Regions from separate parts of the Mus musculus genome. Here region 1 is linked to region 2. A link is a contact called in public HiChIP or PLAC-seq data. All regions are on one chromosome and are shown on one strand. The core of a region is the stretch at or near the end of the contact, and the rest is flanking DNA. Distances in the headings are between cores, read along the strand shown. Region 1 overlaps Nod1 (nucleotide-binding oligomerization domain containing 1). Region 2 overlaps 9130019P16Rik (RIKEN cDNA 9130019P16 gene).

Evidence for each region. HiChIP or PLAC-seq counts read pairs in DNA pulled down with a chosen protein or histone mark.
Region 1: a contact with region 2 is called in a FOXA1 HiChIP or PLAC-seq map of pancreatic cancer cells. The contact joins two enhancer-like sites. A contact is called at or near these places in 1 of 115 datasets of contacts at active chromatin or transcription factors (pancreatic cancer cells) and 1 of 9 other capture datasets (embryonic stem cells).

What each region holds. Positions count from the first base shown.
Region 1 is chr6:54,955,304-54,958,143 of GRCm38.p6, reverse strand. All of the region lies in intron 1 of Nod1 (nucleotide-binding oligomerization domain containing 1), which reads left to right. Among named protein-coding and RNA genes, the nearest start is that of Nod1, 16 kb to the left of the region's middle. Within about 2 kb of position 1,588, at least 136 of the 459 cell types and tissues checked have an H3K27ac peak or open chromatin away from gene starts, as enhancers often do. A contact at or near this core is called in pancreatic cancer cells, where this site is marked.
Region 2 is chr6:54,353,557-54,356,327 of GRCm38.p6, reverse strand. The region is part of intron 3 of 9130019P16Rik (RIKEN cDNA 9130019P16 gene); the gene reads left to right. Among named protein-coding and RNA genes, the nearest start is that of Prr15, 28 kb to the right of the region's middle. Within about 2 kb of position 1,392, at least 26 of the 459 cell types and tissues checked have an H3K27ac peak or open chromatin away from gene starts, as enhancers often do. A contact at or near this core is called in pancreatic cancer cells, where this site is marked.

The DNA of each region.
Region 1 (2,840 bases), core at 339-2,838, 600 kb before region 2:
GTCCTCTTTCTGTGACAGCCACAGTCCCTGAGTCACAGGCTTCTTATGAGCTCTCACTCCAGGGAAGGCGCTTGAGGAGGAGGAGTCAGGACTGGGGAAGAAGTAGAGTGGGTGGCCGGATTCGAACACTGGCCTGGCTTGCTTTGGCTTACATTGGTGCTTATGGCCAGCCTTTATACAGAAGTGCTTGTAAGATGGCCGGGCCACGTAACAACAACTTGGGGTGTAACTCTAATTAGCATCTGCTATGCTGTTACAGAATAGTTTTCTGGGAAAGGCTCGTCTCAATCTGTAATCTCGTCCTCTGGTATTGCAACAGCAACTTGGAGAAAGCTGGGGCGATTTATTTGGAAAAATACAGAGTTTCAAAAGAATGAATGAAGGTTCCCAACAGCAGGGCGTGTCAGGAAAGGGCAGAGTCATAAGGCCACTGGGGCTGATGGGGAATGACTTCTTTGAGTGTTCTCTTCTTGATTCAACCCAAAAAAGTAGATTGCTACTTTTAAATGGCAATCCGTAAGTTACTGCTGTATAATATAAAGCAGTGCTTTTCAGCTAGGCATGGTGGTGCATGCTTTTATCCCTGACGTATGGGAGACCCAGGCAGAAGGATCTTGAGAGCTCGAGGCCACAATGCAGTACACAGTAAGGCTCTCTCTTAACATGAAACTAAAACAAACATAATGCTCATAGAACATTTCAGATTTGAAAAATATAGGTTGATGACACTTGGCAAATATGCATGTGTGTGTGTGTGTGTGTGTGTGTGTGTGTGTGTGTGTGTGTTTATATATATGCTCTTCCCTCAGTGTCTGCAGGGATCAGTGTCAGGATACTCCAAGGAAAACAAAATCCACCAGTGCTCAAATCCCTGATACAAGACAGAGTGATTATCTTCATATACCTACACATACCATCCTGAAAATTTAAATCATCTTTAGATTTTTATGACACCTAATGCATTGTAAGTGCTATAAAAGTGGTTATAGCATTCGATTCAAGAAACAATGACAAGGAAAAATCTACAAATTCTTCCATGTTTAGTGAGGTGCGATATTTTTCTGAATATTCTTGATCCATGGTTGGTTGAATCTGAGAATGTGGAATTCACAAATGTATACACACTATACACACACACACTACACACTACACACTACACACTACACACTACACACACACACACACACACACACACACACTACACACACACACTACACATACACTACACACACACACACACATACATAGAGCTCTCACTCAAGATATTTCTATGTCCCCAGGAGTTTGCATGGCTGTTGTTTTGCAACCCGTGTCTCCCAGCTACCATCTCTCGGCTTCTACACAGAGCCATACAGTGTATTCTGTTTTATTGAGTCTGACTTTCCTCAGCCTTGAATCTGACAGCAGTGATGTATTTTATTGCACTCACATGTGCCTGGTGCTGAGTTATGTGTCTGTAGACACTGCTCTGACTCAGTCATTCAATTCCTCTGGGAACTGCCAACTCCTTTCTCACTGTCAACAGCAGGGGCCTTGTTGGAATGAAACAAAACCAAAACCCTGTCAGAACTTCTGATTCTCCTCACAGGGCAGATTTCTTAGAAAGGGAAGTTGCTAAAGACACTTCTCAAGGCTGTTGATGCCTAGTGTTGAGCAGTATCAGCTCACCACAAGGAAAGGGAGAAAAATAAAAGCAAACCCTGAGCCCTTGGCTCATTTTTGTCTGTGGACTCTCAACAGCTTTGTTAAGACATCAGATGAGGCCACAAGTCCAGAGTGCTTGAGAGCAATCTTTCCACTCCATCAGCTAAAACTAGTGCCATTCAATATGTCACACATATGTCCTCTGATAGATCTCAAAGCCCTCAAAGTTAGATGTTACTAAGATAAAACCTGGTCCTATAAAATGTCCTTGGAAAGCTCCCTCAGTTTGTGAGAGTGACACCATAACACCTGCTCTCAGTTGACTTCAAACCTACCAACAGTGGAGGTCACACAGCAGAAAACCTCTTCTAGCTTCCCCCTAACTGTGGGTAACACCTCTCATGTGTGAATTCTGACAGTAACATTGCCTAATTACTTTGCACCATTGACTCTTAACTTGGAGTGCAAAGTCTAGAAAAAGAGAACACTCTTTATAGCACACCTTAACAGGACCTCTCATGTACCTCTGGCAAGAATTTAGGAATGTGATGGGGAAAGCCATTGTACTGACAGTGATACCCAGTGGTGGGATGTTATGGTCCTAGCATTGTAGACATTGGACCAAGCAAGGTGTTATATACAAGACTAGAAAACTGCTTCATTAAAACTGTAGCTTCTGGGCAGAAGGAACTGACAGGGAACTAAGTTGCAATCAGGCTATGTACTGACAAAGGGCAGTAGGTTTCTATTTCAAGAGTACAGAGTTGCAAAATTGCATCTACCACCTGCATATTTTATCCTAATTTTTCTATTTCATGTCCCACCCTGCGTTCTGCTGCCCGAGGTCTCATTTTCAGGCCACATCCACGGCCTTAATTTGTTTCTTTGGTTGTTTCCTTGGGCTGTCTGGACAGGATCTCCCTTCAACTCCCATCCTCAAGGCTCCATATATAGAGCTGGGAAAACCTCCCCCTACAGAGTGGCCTAGCTCTGTAAAGTCAACCTCTGCCATTCCTCCTGCCTCTTCTCCACCCTTTCCTCTCCCCCCCCCCTTCTCCAGCCCTCCCTTTCCCTTACTCCTCTGCTGTCCCTACTACTATCTACCCTCAGCTCCCTTGCCTTCCACTGGCACCCCAGGGCCCACCGTTTGGCAGGTTGTGACCTGGGAGACGCTTGGCTCTCTGTTTCTGGTGGCA
Region 2 (2,771 bases), core at 143-2,642:
ATAGGACTGAATAAACGTGTGCAGAAGGATCCTGTAGCAGCGTCGTTCTTCCTGGCCTGTTGAGCGCGCGCAACAGGTGGGGGGCAAGATTAGGTAGTATCAGTTAGATAGTGCAGACTCTCTCGTCCCTGGGAGATCAAACCTGAACAACTGGGTCCTCACTGCAGGTTTCTCCGAGTGCTTCTGGTTCTTTGCTTGGCTACTCTGACTTTCTAATTAGCTATCCCCTTTGGCCAATTTACCATCACCCTCCAAAATGAAGACCTTTCTGTGGGGGCAGGGAGCAGTGGGTAGCAGGCCCAGAGCAAGAGTAAGGTCGAAGCATTTCCAAATTCTGGAAATGTAGCCCTGAGATCCTCAGGAGTAGGGTGGCAACTCCCCCACCTCCCTCCTCCCACCCTGGGTCTTCGTGCCTGGCCCACGTAGCCCTGTTCTCCCCCATTTATTCTCCTCCCTAGATCATGTAGCTTGGTAGCTAGGTCATGTCCAGCAGCACCTAGAATTCCCCCTTATGCAAATAGACATTCCTAGCACCCTGGCCCTGGAAAGCCCCTCTGGAGAGTCTGTTCTCAGCATGCTCGTGCTCACAGCTGCCTTGCTTCCCCTCTCAGGATCTACTAGTTGGGATCCAGGCCCTATCATGTAGCAAAGAGGCCAAGCCCGAACTGCACTTTCTCTCCGGCCCTTTCCAGAGGCCAGCCTGGTCTACAGAGTGAGTTCCAGGACAACCAGGGCTACACAGAGAAGTCTGTCCTATCTTGCAAAAACAAAAAACAAAAACAAAACAAAACAAAAACAATAGCAAAAGAATTCTGCAGTTACTCCCACAGTACAAGGAGAAGAAACAGCAGACAGTCCTTAGGCCAGTGAGAGCTCTTCCTCCTACCCACATGGGCTGCAAGGTCCCTCTCAGGTCTGTGGAAAAGCTTCCTTCAGTCAATGCTCGCACTGAAATATTCTAACCATAGCTATGGGTGCACAGAGGCCAGATTCCAGCTGGGGAGACTGGGCTTTAAGCATCACAGTGTCTTAAGATGATAATGTGCTTTCTTCTTGTGGTTTTGGTTTTGTCTCTTTTTTTTGGGGGGGGGGATGTTGAGACAGAACCCTGTGTACAGAGTGCAGCATAGCCCTGACTGTCCTGAAACTTGCTTTGTAGACCAAGCTGACCTCTGACTCACGTAGATCCACCTGACTCTGCCTCCCAAGTGCTGGGACTAAAGGTGTACGCTACCACACTTGGCAGTGATGATGTAATTTTTAATTCATGTTTTTACTTTTGAATTACATATTTCTCTTGGCTGGAATTTGAACTTTGGTTTATGATAGTATGTACTGTCATTAAGTGTGGTTAATATTTTTATTATTATCTTGGTATAGCAACGAGAGATGTGTGTCTTGCTAGGAGCTGGATGCCTATGTGGCGGGCCCCTCCCATTTGGCCATACAAATACTCCACTGTTTTTTCATTCCCTGAATAGGGTGTGAGTAAGAAGGCTGGAAAGGCAGGGGATCTTCCCTGGAGTTCAGAGGCTTTGAGAATCGATAGATTCACACCAGGGAAGGCCAGCCAAGAGTGCGCTCTGAATTATAAAATCTCCTGAGTTCAGAGATTCTGGAAGATTCTAAAGAGGCCTCTACAAGATGCCTCTGGCCAGAGAGTAAAAGCAAAGGCCACAGAGCTTCTACATGACAGCCATGCCAAAGCTACTTCTTGATAGTGGGTTATTCAGGAAGGGACTGAGCCAGCACCCACAGCTGCATAGCCAGTCAAGGTGGCCTGTCCTGTCCTTTGAGAGGGAACTCACGTGATAGGAAATTGGGATCACATAAGACTATCAGACAAAATGGTTTTGTTAAGCATAACCTCCTATTTTCTGACAACTGTCTGCAGCAAATATCTGTCTCAGTCTTTATAGGCAAGACTCATGAGCATGTGTCTGTGGGCACTTGTCTCTCCACATCTTCACACAGAAATAGACACACACCTTTATGTTCTGATACTTGCCTTTTTCCAGGCAGATTTCTCTTCCTATCACAGCCCCTTTTCCACTCTGTATGCTTTAGCAGCAGAGCAGATAAAACTCAAACCAGACCCATGCACACATAATGAGTACACACGGGCACACACACACACACACACACAGACACGAGTGTGGATGCACAGATGCACATATACACGTGATTAAAAGTAAATAAAAATGTTCATCTTTTATAAAGCTAAGCACCCCCCCCCAAAAAAAAAAAACACGTCACTGCCAGATGGGAACACCAATGTAGCCATAAAAGGGAGCACAGCCCCCACGAAGAACTGAATGAGGGACACAGGGAACCTCATGACCATGGAGCTGCCCATGCTACGCTCAGCTCCTTTGTAGACTCCTTGGCATGGACATTGACCTCCAGTGTTCTGCAGAGAACGGGGTAAGGACATTGCTGGGACAGCTGATGGCATGGGAAGTTCATGAGTGACCAGGGTATGGGTGTCCTGAAGTGCCCACCGTAGGCTGGAACACCTCAACAAGGCTCTACAGACAACCCACAGCTAGCCTGTATTTTTTTCTATCATTAGCCCAAATGTAGTGTCCTTGAAAAATGTTTATTTTGTTAACATGACCTTAAGTTTCTTTGAATTTAGTGCGTTATCTGTGCTTCCTATAAGTATGGTGATTATTGTTTCTATTTGTGATAAGAACAAACGCAGAACGATTTTTTTGCTTTTCAACGACACCATGAGATAAATGTTATTATCCTCACTTTGCAGCCAAAGA